Linked DNA regions of Mus musculus: region 1 is linked to region 2. The links are chromatin contacts, called in public HiChIP or PLAC-seq maps. All regions are on one chromosome and are shown on one strand. Each heading gives the region's core, a stretch centred on a gene start, on an enhancer-like site or on the middle of the called end of the contact. The rest is flanking DNA. Distances are from core to core; before and after follow the strand shown.

Evidence for each region. HiChIP or PLAC-seq counts read pairs in DNA pulled down with a chosen protein or histone mark.
Region 1: a contact with region 2 is called in an H3K27ac HiChIP or PLAC-seq map of embryonic stem cells, with 13 read pairs. The contact joins the enhancer-like site here to the promoter of Mgat4f in region 2. A contact is called at or near these places in 7 of 39 promoter capture datasets (the HPC-7 cell line, Sertoli cells, epiblast stem cells and 4 more), 20 of 484 Hi-C or Micro-C datasets (the BV-2 cell line, the G1E-ER4 cell line, the HPC-5 cell line and 14 more), 5 of 115 datasets of contacts at active chromatin or transcription factors (the HPC-7 cell line, bone marrow-derived dendritic cells, embryonic stem cells and 1 more) and 3 of 9 other capture datasets (adipose tissue, liver and pancreatic islet).

Annotation. Positions count from the first base shown.
Region 1 is chr1:134,433,993-134,437,648 of GRCm38.p6, reverse strand. No RefSeq gene overlaps it. Among named protein-coding and RNA genes, the nearest start is that of Klhl12, 20 kb to the left of the region's middle. Within about 2 kb of position 2,073, at least 26 of the 459 cell types and tissues checked have an H3K27ac peak or open chromatin away from gene starts, as enhancers often do. A contact at or near this core is called in the G1E-ER4 cell line, bone marrow-derived macrophages, embryonic stem cells and 1 more, where this site is marked.
Region 2 is chr1:134,384,576-134,388,615 of GRCm38.p6, reverse strand. It overlaps Mgat4f (MGAT4 family, member F), which reads right to left and starts at 2,676. Exons shown (of 4, transcript NM_173771.4): 1 at 2,389-2,676; 2 at 611-741. The coding sequence starts at 2,398.

The sequences.
Region 1 (3,656 bases), core at 824-3,323, 50 kb before region 2:
ATTAACTGTCAGAAGTGACCAAAGCTCAGAGCTTTATTGTAATAGTTTATCTATTTTATATATTGGTGTTCTGCCTGCATGTATGTCTGAGGGTGATAATCCCCTCAAACTGGAAGTATAGACAGGTATGAGGTATCATGTGGTTGCTGGGAACTGAACCGTTGCCCTTTGGAAGAGCAGCCAGTGCTCTTAACTGCTGAGCCATCTCTCCAGGCCCTAGTGTTTGGCTTCTTTAGCTAAAAACATTCTCATTTGTTTTTCTAAGTTTTACCCCCATTGGAAACCATGACATACTTCTTTATAAAGGGACTCTTATGAAACGGACCAAGCCAAGAGCTACCTACATAAGCCATCTCTCCTAAAGGAAGACATCACACATTATAAGGGATGTTTAGTATGGTAATTAATAAGTTAAGACTTGGTTATAGAGAGCTGGGCATCGTGGTGCATGCCTTTAATCCCAGCACTCGGGAGGCAGAGGCAGGTGGATTTCTGAGTTCGAGGCCAGCCTGGTCTACAAAGTGAGTTCCAGGACAGCCAGGGCTATACAGAGAAACCCTGTCTCAAAAAAAACCAACCAACCAAAGAAAAGACTTGGTTATAGAAAATTTTCATGGTGAGCTTTCAGAGGACAGGGACTAAGTGAGCCACAGCTAAGATCAGATGACTCTGTTGGGAAAGACAACACAGCGAATGAACAAAGACCAGGCCAGCCTGGATAAGAAGGGTCCTACAAGTAGTTAACTCCTCAGGTGCTGCAGAACATCAGGACTTAAGCACATGAGTCTTATTTCTCACTTCCCACGTGGGCTGATTCTCCTGGGGAACACATCCACATAGGTAGCAGGCAAGCTGGGGACTCGACAGCTTTACACGTTTTTCATTCTCCCACAGCACACTGTTAAGATCTTTCTTATTTAAGAGCTTTGACATCCCCAAATCATATACTAAAACCAAATCTCCATGTGAAAAAAGATTCAAAAAGTTTACTAACTTCATAGAAGGGTTGTCGTTCAGTATAATTCAGAAATAATCCAGTTTTTAAATGAACACAAACCTCTTTTAAATCTTCCAAAGAAAACTTCATGGGGTGTGGGGAGGTATTTCTATTTACATTCAAATTCCTACAACCAAATAAATACATAATCATCTCCCTAGTAATAAAAAGGGGACACAATAACCAGTTCCAACCACGTGGATAACAGTGACTTACTGATAATAAAGCAGGTAAAAATATAACAAATTAACAATCTGGGCAGTAACGCTGCTCTATTCACTCTTATTAATAAGAGATATACTAAAATTCCAGGTGATTTTTATCCAAACCTTACAAGACCACTAGTTTCCAACGGTAACATTATGGGGTTTTTTGTTGTTTTAAAGTCAAACGGACTCAATATTAGAGCCAAAAAAAAAAAAAAGAAAGAAAAGAAAAACCCTCTTTGGAGGCATAATAGTCTATTTCAGAACATGCTGTATTTGCTAAAAATACTAAAGGACATACCTTTAAATTTTATGTTAGAAGTCCAGTGTGGCGGTACATGGATTTAGTTCCAGTACCAGGGAGTCGAGGCAGGTGGATCTATGTGAGTCTGAGGCCAGCCTGGTCTATAAATCAAGTCCAGAACATTGAAACCTGACTCAAAAAAATGAAAACAACAACAACAACAAAACAACCCAAAAAACTGACAAACAAAACAAAATGTTGAAAGACAGGATATATTGATAAAGTGTTAATTGAAAAAGAAAGACAATTTGTAAGGAGTCGTAGCACATACCTTTGATCCCAGCACTTGAGAGGCAGAAGATGAATCCCCATGAATTTGAGGCCAGTCTGATCTACATAGCAAATTTCAGGCCAGCCAGGGCTGCAGAGTTAGACCCTGTCTCAAAAACAAAACAGAAACAAAACACCCACAGAACCAAAACCCAACAAAGAAAGTCTAAAAAGTGGGACTTGGAGCTGGAGAGAGTTCAGTGGGTCAGAACACTTCCTGTTCTTTCACAGGACCTAACTTCCTGGCACCCCACCCGCTGGTTCTCAACCATCTGTAACTCCAGTTTCGGGGAATCTGACTCCCTCTTCTGGCTTCCCTAGGTACTACACGTACATGGCAGATACGTGTGCACTCACTCATATACATAAAGTAAAAGTAAAAAAAAAAAAAACAAACAAACAAACCCAAGTTATAACCTGTGGTGGCTATTCCTGGTTGTCAACTTGACTCTATCTGGAATGAACTGTAGTCCAGAAGTGGAGGGCTCACCTGTGACCCAGATCTTGAGGCTGGAAGATACAAGTTTCTGACCTGGATCTTGACATGGAGATCTTGAGGCACAATGGCCATGAAAAGCTTAGTAAGTAATTCCAGGAGACTGAGGCAAGCAGACCTCTGAGTTCAAGGTCAGCCTGGGACAAAGCAAGTCTCAGATTCCAGGGGTGGTGGTAAACACCTTTAATCTGGGCTACACCTTCTGTTGGAGGCCTACATAAGGGTATTGGGAGAAGGAAGACTCACTCTATACCTGCTTGCACCTACTAGCCAGCACATCTGTGGGAACCTACTTCTACAGAAGAGCAGCTCAAACAACTAACCCGAGGGACTGAGCAACTACTAGATTCTTGGACTTCCCATCCACAGCTGCCCATTGTTGGGTTAGTTGGACTAGAGAGTGTAAGCCATTACAATAAATTCCCTCAATCTCTCAATATAGAGACCTTCCATAAGTTCTGTGACTCTAACCAACCCTGACAAACACATGATCTGAAAGACTTTAAAGGCCCATGTTTTCTGATGAAATGAATCCTCAGGGGTCCCATAGTACAGTTAACAAGAATTGAAAACAAAAATACTAAACAATACCTGTGTTATGGGAAGTAGATGAAAGAGTAGATTGGAGCCTCCTTTTCTTCTCTGACAATAGAATGTTATGTTCACAAAATCTATAGAATCCTGACTTCTCACAACTCTGGTTTCCTATTTGTATCTCTGTCGCTACTATTTAGTACATGGAGAAAGGATAATTTTGTTGGGTAAAATTTAGAACTACAATTCTAATTTCTTCTGTAATGACTGGAAATTTGCTTCCCCCAACTAGTATCTGATCATAGTAAAATAAGCAAATGAAATCACTTGTCATAATTATCTGTACACGAAAGGCTGTTCCCTAAGATGAGAACTGGCTACTCCCCATGAGGTTGTGGTTATAGAATCCAACTGACCAGAAGACTAAAATATTAAGCCGGGCATGGTGGTGCATGCCTGTAATCCCAGCACTTGGATCTCTGCGAGTTCAAGGCCAACCTGGTCTACAAAGTGAGTCCAGGAGAGTCAGGAGTACACAGAGAAACCCTGTCCTGAAAATAATGATAATTTCAAATATTACAAATAGCAAATAAATGTATTTCATAGACTATAAATGACAGATGAAGAGGAGACTTACACCTGGGATAGGGTGTGATTTTTAGAGGGTGTGGTGAATGCCTGTAATCCCAGGATTAAGGAGGTAGAGGCAGGAGAACCAAGAGTTCAAGACCATCCCTGGTTCACATCCAGTGTGAGGCCTGACTCTAACTATGCTATGCACTTGGAGGGAAACGGTTTCTTCTTTTCTGTCTTCTTCACTTGAGACCAGATCACAGTGTTGGCCCTGGT
Region 2 (4,040 bases), core at 1,427-3,926:
ACGTGCTCCTTAGGGGAGACTGGATGGTCATGAGGATCCATCACGTACAATATCTCAGAGCTTAGCTTGCTGCTCTCCCCACCTGGTCACGAGCCTCCACAGAGCCTTCCCGCCACAGGCACATGGCCCCGGAGTCCTGTAGAGGGAGGGAGGACCTGCCTGCCAAGCCACTACCCACCTGGCATGGCCAAGCTAGCAAATGTGGTCTAACTGGGCTCAGGCCTCTGCTGGGTTCCGAAAGACAGAACCTGGCCCTGCCTTTACTCTTCCCCACACTGGGGAATGTTACTTCTGGTTTCTCATCTGAGAAAGGGCAGGAATATCATTTGTAGGTGCAGTGAAGAGGTAGCTTGTGTCCTGCTGGTCAGCACCTCCTCTATAGGTAGCTGTGTTTCACCCCCTCTCTAGGCCTGGACCTCCTGCTCCTCTTCCTGCCCTCCCCAAATCCCATTTCTCTCAAGCCAACTTAAAGGTAACGTCTTCTCTGACACTGACTGGATTCCTCAGCTGCTCTCCTTTAGGGTTCACGTGAGGAGCCTAGAGGCTTTCACACAAGTGGGACGACCCCTTTCCTGTGATGGGTGGAGAAGCCTCTATCCCTGGTCCTTACCAGCAATGTGTTATGTTGCTGCTTTACATGTGCTGCTGCGATATTGTCTTGAAGAAAGAACCCCAGGATGACTAGGGATGCCAGGACTCGGACGCACATCCACAGGCAGCCTCGCATGGCACCAGGAGCAGCTGTGGAAGGAACGCGAGCAGCAGCAGATCCTGAGGGCCTCCTCAGAGAGCAGGGGTGCTCTTCCGGCTGGCATGCCACATCCCGAGCCCACCCTTCCTGGACTGAGCTTTCCCAATGCCTGATTATTGTCTTAACCTTTTCCTCCCAATTTTTCTCCTGCCCCTGCTTGTAGCCATCTCAGGAAAGACAACCAACAAGGGCTTGACTCTGTGACGCTCCTGCTTTCTGTATGCTCCCAGGTGAACTGGAAGGGATATGTTGCCAAGAAGACAATATGGAGGCTGTAGAGATGACACAGTAGGTAATAGCTCTTGCTACCAGCCCCATCCCTGGGACCTGTATGGTGGAAGGAGAGAACCAATTCCATTCTGTGCATGTGGCCATATATGTCTATACACAGACTTAAACAAATCTGGGTGACATGTAACATGACAGACTTCCCTACACTATCCTGCGATGTGAATTCTGTTCCCAAAGATCTTTGTTTACTCCCCTGGGAGGAATGCCCTGAGTAAGATGTTCCCTCCCTCCTCAGCAATGCAGCTTATTGTGCCCAAGACATTTTGTAAATCCCAATTTCCTATGAGGCATTCTGGATCCTGAGCATATCTGTGATAGCAATGAGAAACACTCAGTATGTTTGTCTTTGTTTCTCTGTGAGCTATTTGAAATAAAAGTTTCACAGAATGCCAGGAAAGGCACTAGCTTAGAGTCCTCTACTGTAGTGGGTAGCCTAGTGCTGCTTATTCTACTACTAATTTGGGGTCCCCAAGACTGGCTGCCCCTAGAGAGAGTCTTCACGTAAGATGCTGAGTGACCCTGCCCCCAAGTTATTTCTGATTGGTAAATAAAGATGCCAACAGTCAATAGCTGGGCAGAAGAGACATAGGTAGAGTTTAGGGTTTTGGGCTTGGAGTCTGAGGAGGACCATGAGGGAAGAGAGTGCAGGTGGAGGAAGAAGCCACCATGGGTTATGTGAGCCATAAGAACAAGACCCTGAGGGCTGGCCAACTGAAGTTAAGAACAGCCCAGATGGAACATAGTAAGTAATGATTCGGGGTTATCGATAGGAAAGTAGATTCTAATAGCATGGAGGGTAGGTATTCACCCAGCTATTGTGCTGTTTAAGGCTAATTATAAATAAAAAGGTTGCGTATGTCTTTTGTCTGGGAACTTAAATAGCCAAGGCTGGGTAGAAACCTCAGGGCAGGATTTAAATAATTATTACTACAACACTAGTTCTGCTGACTCTCCAATTCAACTTCAATTCCTTGGCAAAGGCCACTGGCAGGTTGTGATAGATACTTCTTTTATATATATGTATAGGTATTTTACCTGCATGTAAGTCTGTGGACTACATATGTGTCTGGTGCATGCAGAGGCCAGAAGAGGGTGTTGAATCCTCTGGAACTGTAGTTATAGACCATATATACATATTGTGAGCCACTGGGTGGGTGCTGGGAATGAAACCTGGGTCCCTTGGAAGAACAGCCAGCTCTCCTAACCACTAAGCCTGTCTAGTTCCCATAATAATTTGTTTTTAATGAAGAGGAAATTTAGGGTTAAGTATTAAATTCAAACCAACATCTTCTGGTAGGGGGTTAGTGATACATGAATTAGATCTCATCTCTCAAACCCATACTTACTTTTGGGCATTTTCCTTTCTGGGATTTTGTTAGGTAGATAGACAAGGTTTTGAATAAATACAGAAGGACTTGGCGTGCTTTCTTCATTGTGAACTGCTAGGATCCATAGAAACCTGAAAGAAACCAGAAATTCCTAAACAGGACCACATCATCATTATGTTTTGAGTGCAATTTCCATAGAAGTCTTTCTGGCTAGTAGAAAATGCTGCTTGAAGCTTAACTGGAATAAGGATTTTCTCTGAAAACAAGAAGAAAACAACTTAATGTTGAGGGATGCAGTCCCAGAGTGGCTTCTCTGAAGCTGCTAAGGCTAGTCACCCCTCCCAGGAAGCCCCACCTGACAACCATTGTTCAGCTTGAATGGGGACCATGTGTCAACCAGCCTTACATCAAACACCTCCTTGATGAGGTGAGGAGGAAACATAGTTTCAAAACCAGCCTTCAGTCTTGCTACTTGAAATTTGAGTATTGCCTGCTAGTTTGAGTCAACAAGTATGAATTCTGAGTTGTCCCTTTTTTATCAAAGGGCGCATGGGCTATTCACTGCCATCTGTGTCTTCAGTTGCTGCTCTGTGCAGCCTGGGAGATCACCACAAAATTGTTCTCAAATATCCAGTTGTTTTTTGTGCTTAGAAGTGTCCAGTGGCCTTCTGAAGTCCCCCCCCACCTCCCCCCCCCCTTTTTAATCTGTTCTTTATCACTACTGAGATTGTATTTCCAGTAGCATTGTTCCTTCTCCCTGTTGGGAATCTGAATGAAAATGTCCTCTATAGGTTTGTGTTCAAGTACTTAGTCCCCTGTTGGTGGAACTGTTTGGGAAGGATCAGGGGGTGTGGCCTTGATGGAGGAGGTGTGTCACTGGGGGGTGGGCTTTGAGGTTTCAAAACACTGGTGCCATCCTCACTGTCTCTGCTTTGTGGCTGTGTCTCAAGATGTGAGCACACAGCTACTGCTCTGGTGCCATGCCTGGAAACCTGTTGCCATGCTCCCTACCATGATGGTCATGGACTCTAACCCTCTAAAATGATAAGCCATTTCAGTGGTAGGCCAACAAAGTCTTTCTTCTATCAGTTGCCTTGGTCATGGTGTCTTATGACAGCAATAGAGTGTTGGTGCCGGCCAGTGGTTCACATGTCCGGGTTCGAGCCTGGAAGGCATCTTGGAATCTGGAAGAAAAGAGGGAGCCTAGGCGGGTTGGGAAATAATGGAACCAAGACATGCTAGTCTGTTCAAGGTTCAAATTTTTAATGGCGGACATGCTTTATAAAAGAGGGGGGAAAGTCCATCCCCACCAATTCATTCTTGGAGCCTGGAACCAGCTGCAGGTGATGATGTGCAGGATAGGGCGTAGTTTCCAGAATAGCTGGGGGGGGGGGGCTCTCAGCTGGTAGCAGTATCTTGAAGAGGAACAGCAGCAGCAGCAGAACAATAGAGTGATCCAGGGAGGAAGGCTCCACCCTAGATAATCACCTTAGTGGCTGCAAGGTCAAGTTCTGGCTTAGCCTGCTTCAGGCTTATGGGAGACTACAATAGAGAAGTAGCTAAGACACTCCTTATCCTCCTCCTCTTCCCGGCGTCCTCTTCTACTTCATCCTCCTCTTCTCTTCCTCCTTTTCCTTTTCTTCTACCTCATCCTCTTCCTCTTCTCCTCC